2 separate regions of the Oryzias latipes genome follow, and region 1 is linked to region 2. A link is a contact called in public Hi-C data. All regions are on one chromosome and are shown on one strand. Each heading gives the region's core, a stretch centred on a gene start, on an enhancer-like site or on the middle of the called end of the contact. The rest is flanking DNA. Distances are from core to core; before and after follow the strand shown. Region 1 holds the start of mafa (transcription factor MafA). Region 2 overlaps zc3h3 (zinc finger CCCH domain-containing protein 3).

Region 1 (3,210 bases), core at 83-2,582, 74 kb before region 2:
CGTCTGAGAAGCGATCCTCCAGGCGGACATGGTGGCCGTGGTGGTGGTGGTGATGGTGGTGGTGGGGCTGGTGGTGGTGCGCGGCGGAGGCCGCGGACAGGTCCTCCCCCATGTATTGCTGCCCGCGGAAGCCCTCGTAGGCCTGGTGGTGGTGGTGGTGGTGCGCGTTGCCGATCAGGGCTTCCACCGCGTCCTCGGGCGTCAAGTTGAGCGCCTCTGGATTGATGTGGTGCTGGTAACTCGGGATCCAGTACAAGTCCTCCAGCTGGGGCTTGGCCGCACCGCTGTGATTGTTGGTGCCGCTGCTGTTGTTGCTGTTGCCGCTGCTGTTCACGCTTCCACCTGCGCCCAGGCCCTGGCCGGGCTGCGTACCGGGACTCGGGGCGCAGAAGCTGGGCGAGGAAGGCACGGACGAGCAAGGGGTGCTGATCGGTGTGGAGGACAGGGAGCCGGACGGGAGGCGGTGACAGTAGCGGTCGGCCTCCGGCGGCTCCTTCTTCACCTCGAACTTCATTAAGTCGAAGTCGTTGACGTACTCGATGGCCAGCGGGCTGTTGGGCAGCTCTGCGCTCATGGCAAGGTCGGTGGCCATGTCAGTCCATGCGACGACTCCCGCCCTCACAGCCAAACCGACCGCGGGCAGACCTCTCGAATACAGATTGCGAGAAGGAAAACCAGCCTGTGTGGTGTATATATAGGCACACGCACACGCCCGGTGCGTGGAGCTGCTGCAGGGCCGCGGGTGGGAGGAGAAAGTTAAGGCTGCTCGGACAACTTCTATATTTAGTGGCGTGATAGGACGTATGCATGTAAATGAACTTGTACACCTGCCAGCGCGCCTCCGCTCGCCGCTCTTGTTGACAACTTATCCCCGGTCAGATGGACGCCCCCGAAGCGGCTGAAACGCGAGAAAGCAGCCTATCTGTCCTCGCTTCACCTCTGCGCGAATTCGCCTCCTTCTGATTTACAGTCCTCGGTTCGACTTTTTTTTTCCCCAAGCATCCAACACTTTAAAAAAGCATGGTGAGGTCTCTGCACAAGCAAAGTTTCTCGCGCTGTCACAGAGCGCGGCACACGCGTGCGTAAAAGTGTGCCAAAAAAGTAACAAATCCAAAAGGTGCGCTGGGTTCTGCAGGAGTTTTCCTCTTAATTTGCAGGACTTCTGCAAATTCGGTTCCGCACGTGGCCCTCGCACCTCTGTCCGCGCGCCGCTAACCTCACTGACTGGATGTTTGGGGAATGTGGCTCAAAGATGCAAAACTCCACTTGATTTGAGCCTTTGTTCCTGATTCCTCTGAGCTTCACAGTTAAAACCACACAGTGTCAACGAGCCTCCGGGAGGCGGGCACTTATAAATACAGTGTCCCCCCTCCCCATCATCGCGCCAGCCCTCAGCGCAGAGCCCCTCCTCCTGTACGTACCCTCCCACACTGAGGTGTATCAGACCAATGAGAGGAGATCCCAGCTCCGAAGTTGCATCCTCCCGCAGAGCAGCCTCCGCTCCGAAAACAACCGAGCGGAGCCGAAATGGGGGGTGCGGGTGGGACAGGCAGAACAGGTGCGGCAGATCCCCCCCCTCTAGTGACCGAGGGAGCGCAACTGCACGGCGGTAAGACGAGATCTGCGGGAGTTTCTGAGAGAAAAAATGTTTGCTTGGAAGACTTTTGTGAAATGTGAGGACTCTGTGCGCACGTCGAGTTCCAGAAAGAGGCGCTTCCAGGTTTTTCATCCGGGGGTCACGATCCAGACTGATGGTTAAGGTTAAATCTAGTTTTGCAGGACACAATAATCTGAAATAACTCCAAAAAATTGGCTTCACCGCTCAAATGAAGTTAGTTATTGTTCTTAAATTCTAAAAGTCACTTTACGTACATTTTAAAACTAATCTTGTAATCTTTTAGACTTAATATGCACAATTTGCAGCTTTCTGGAGGACTGTCAGCGTCTTCTTCAAACCATTACACAGAGTGCAAGGATACACTTGAAAAAACTTTTAGAAATGTTGTGAACTTCTGTTTTTGAACTCCTATAACGCACACATTCACCCAAAAACCAAAGGGAAAGATATGAATTATGATTTTATTAAACGTTTTGAGCACAGAAACAAACTGAACTGAGTTTAATTTTTCTAACACACCCCATTTTCCAAATAACGACAAACTTCTAACATGCGCACGGGGCATAAACGGAATGTAAACAGAAAGGTTTATGGAGAAGTAAACAAGAGTTAAAGTTCACTTTAAATAATTGGATTAAAACAACAAAAAAGGCTCCTCTTCTTTAAAACCGCTTTCATATCAACTTCCTTTACATAGGACTAGGGCAGGAAGGCGCGCCGGACCCCTGACACCACAAACCGTCAAATCAATCCATCCCGGATCGATTTAAGGCCGCTCGCCTGCGTGCCAAAAAGAGGGCGGGGGAAATCGATGCGCATTTCCGCGCGGGGGCCGCGCGCGCGTTAAGTATGATCGGCGGTTTTCATTGGCAATTAACCACAAACTGCATCCAGACTCACCCGAGAGGATCGACGGGTAATTAAGCCCCGCCGCTGCGAGCACTGCTCCACTCTGCACACATCTGTCTCCCTTTTTCCCCTTCTTTTTTTGCTTGAGGGGTGGGGGCTTTCGGTTTTTACGGTGGTGGGTGGGTGGGTGGGTGGGGGGTAATCAAAGCAAAAGGCTGAGCAGTTTGTCGATATAGCTGATAAGTATGAGTGCAGCGCAGCTCAGAGGCGCAACAAATTATTTCTGGGTCTCCAGGAGTAATTGGATCCACGGCCCCCCCCAAAGGTCCCCTGTCTCCTTTAGACCTAAAAGTGATCATTTTTAAAACAAGAAAAAAATGCGTATGCCAATACACGTCCCACGATGCGATACCAATCCCGATATCATACCGGAACACATTTTCTTTTCTATTTTTTTTTAAATATGACTTAAGAAAAAAACGAATATCAATATGTCCGTCATTACAATAAAATTGTAAAATTCAGTTTACTTAATGATCACAATGTTAACCATATATATAAGTTGCTTTTACCCAAGCAAATTCAAAGTGCTTTTATTTTGGTAATTTAAAATATATAAAAGGGAACAGTCAACAGGTTTTTCAACAACCTAATACCAATTTTCATCGCAGTTGGTCCTTAAGTATAGCTCTGGACGAATTTTGGACCACTATCACAATCCTAGTTTTATTAATTAAAAGTTA
Region 2 (3,210 bases), core at 248-2,747:
TCAGAATTGTACCATTCTGTGAGGAAATGCCTCTCTTCTGAACAGCCTGTGTGATTTATGGACAAAATAACGGCTTGGATGCTCTAGGGTTAAATCCTTGACTGTATATGAGACCTGGAGCGAGTGAGTGTGATGTCACCAACAGAAAATGACAAACTTCCGCCTTCAGCAAAATGAAGTCCGTTCAGTCGCCGTTTTTTCACTTTATGGACGCCACCATGTTGGAGCCAGACGAGGTCAGTAAGCAGAAATTAGCCAACATTTCTATGGCAACAACTCTCACCAATCAGGAGTGAGCTTGTCAGAAGTCCACCCCACTAAAAACGAGCTCTGGAGAATCTGTCAATCAAACATTTCAAATGTGAGACCACACACTTTTATTCAGGCATCTGATTGGTTAGTTTAACACTTGACTATTTTGAAATAAAGAAAAAATATCATGGAAAAAACTGTGGATAATCAAGAACATTTAAAAAATAAGGCAGGGGAGCAAGAACAGTTAAGGCCCGTACACACCGGGACGAATATTCGCCAGGCGTTATTCGCCAGCGTTTTTCGCCACGTTTTTTGTGTTCACACCCAGGCGATTTTCGCTGACGATGAGCCGAGTGAACATGCAATTTCATTCCCTGACATTAGATGGCACTTAATGTAAAACAGAAATACTCCTGTACACAAGGTGGCGCTGCACAACTTTACGATTCTTAAAGTCGCTTTTTTACTCAGAAGAAGAGAGCAAGTATTTACGTGCTTGCCAGAATCATACAAAGAAAACATGAATACTTCAAGCACCAGTAGCTCCAACTGGTGCTTGGTTCGGGGATATTTTAGAATGTCCGTCATTATTTCTTCGCAGCTGTGTAGACGCTACTTGGCGTCTACCTTCTTCGCTGGTATGTGTGCTCAGCAAGGCAGTTTGATGTTTGAGCCCCCCCAAGTTGTGTTTTACTGTAACTTCAGAAGCTCCAGACACGTGTGCAAAAGCGCCGTTCTCATTGGTCGTATAGTTTTTGACGCGACGCATCAAACCAAAAAAACGAACCCGAGGCCTTTTTTAAAAAGTGACGCTTTGACGCGTGGCGTTTTTTCGCGTCGGTGTGCACACTCACATTGGTGCCCTTTGTTTAGTCACGAGGCGTTAAACGTCGGCGAATATCGCGGGCGAAATTGCATGCCTCTTCTAAAACTGACAGTATTTGTGTTTGTTATTTCCTCTTGAAAAAATGTTCCTACTTAAATATTCTTTGAAACCGCTTCAACTTTGAGGTTATCAACACGATCAGAAACCTATAATCGAGTCGATTTCGCAAACTTTTACAACCTAAATGTACAGAAATACATACGGAGACGCACACACCGCAGGATTTATTACAGTCTTAACTGCTTACTGAGGTTTATGCCCTCTTTAAATTAAACCACAGATAAGCAGCACCTCAGAGGAGGACCCATCCCCACCATCCCCCTTCACTCCATCCTGCCTGATGTAGGCAGGGGGGCACAAACTGGCCATTGGAGAGGAAATTAAGAACCATTGTTTGCAAGTGTATTATCATGCATGTGAGAGTGGTCATAAGGTTGTGTTTTTTAACGGGCTCATCTATAGGGACTCTGCTTCCCATCATTAGTAATTCAATTTGCTCTTTATTAGCAGCTCTTATCAGAGGCACAGACGGCTGAGAGGAGCTCTCCTCACTCCATCTTCCTCCGCCCCCTTCCACCTTTTCCTGCCGCTGAACGCCCGTCTTTAATTAGGGGCGCCTGTTTCTGTGGAGTAAAGCGTGGGGAGGAAAGGTGGCGGAGATGAGGACAGGGGAGGTTTCCGTCCGACTGCAGCTCGGAGGAGACAGCGAACTACAGGGAGGAATTAAGCCTAATGTTAATAGTGATGGCTTTTCTAATGTCTTCTGACTTCGTCAAGAGCGGGAGATTACGCTGGGATGGGCACGACGAGTGCGGGGTACACAGAATGACCGCAGGGGTTGGTGGGGCACGAACAGGGAAGCGAGAGGGGGGCAGTGGCTGTAAAACAGTGATTGCTTTCCATCAGGTTAGGCCTATATTCTACAGTTCGTTAAAACAATCCAATTTGCAAACGGATAATTATGCATTAGCTCCTTTTATCTGCTGGAGGGAGAGCGGTGCCAGGGCATGATAGCGGCACCGCCGCCTGCCTCCACCTCTGCAAATTACCCGCTATCTGCACTTGTTCACCATCATGGCTGAATTGGGCAATCAATTAACCCCCACCTCCACCCCACCCCCCCACTCCCTTTGCTCCTCCACTCAGTCTGAATGCCTGTCCCGTGACAGCAAGCAGGATGCCGTCACTTTAGCAGGAGATGTGGTCTGCCGCCCTCTGCTGGACACACCAGGTAGCAGCTGCAGTCACCCAGAGGTGCAGTTATCTCCTCCAAAGGGATGTGCATGGAGGAGCAAGCAGAGTGTGTGTGTGTGTGTCTGTGTGTGTGTGTAGGGTCATTTATCAAACATAACTTGCAGAAAAACATTAGAAACTAAAGTTGTGTTACTTCTATAGCAAGTTGAACTGATCAGACATAGATTTAGCTCATTATCACCAGATGATCACGTGTGTTTGATGCAGATTTGAACCACTAAGGGAGCAGCTTGGGAAGAAAGAAGCAATTTAAAGCTGAATGTGTATGTCTGTCAGGTTTAAGCTGCAATAAAAGCATTCTTTGGTTTCCTCTAATCAGTAGAATAAGAATCAATAGATTCTTTCAAAATCCTAAGCATTTATTGAACTATTTTTTTAAAGATGGCAACAAAGTTCGATTTTTTTAAGAATGGAGGAGATTTCTGATATTTTTTATCTTACTGGCTATAAATATTTCTTTTATTACTGTTTCTTGCACTTAATAAGGAAAACTACAACTTTTTCAGTTCAGGAAACATTGGTCCCTCGTTTATTGCAGGAGTTATGCTCTAAAATTAACCCGCAATAGGGAAAATCCAGGATGCAGTCAGCTTTGTGTTCTACAATTGTTATAAATGTTTTAAGGAGAGGGGGTTTATGGCCCACCCAGGGTAATACGATATTTTATAAACATTATTTTTTCGTCTGCTTCTGATTCACAACAATTTGAATAAAGAAATACTCAGAAATGCAATTTTAAGCTTAATCTTCTCTATAGATGTCCTCCATCATCAGAAAAATGCTACAACAGGTTAAAAACACCATTTTCATCAGAG

Evidence for each region. A called contact is a pair of places that touch in the nucleus more often than the background predicts.
Region 1: a Hi-C map of gastrula embryo shows a contact between it and region 2, with 2.1 times the contacts expected there. The contact joins the promoter of mafa here to the enhancer-like site in region 2. A contact is called at or near these places in 3 of 5 Hi-C or Micro-C datasets (embryo and gastrula embryo).

Annotation. Positions count from the first base shown.
Region 1 is chr4:22,044,278-22,047,487 of ASM223467v1, reverse strand. mafa (transcription factor MafA) reads right to left here and starts at 1,332. Exons shown (of 1, transcript XM_011474275.3): 1 at 1-1,332. The coding sequence starts at 592.
Region 2 is chr4:21,970,703-21,973,912 of ASM223467v1, reverse strand. The region is part of intron 3 of zc3h3 (zinc finger CCCH domain-containing protein 3); the gene reads right to left. Among protein-coding and RNA genes, the nearest start is that of zc3h3, 5.8 kb to the right of the region's middle. Within about 2 kb of position 1,497, at least 1 of the 8 cell types and tissues checked has an H3K27ac peak or open chromatin away from gene starts, as enhancers often do. A contact at or near this core is called in gastrula embryo, where this site is marked.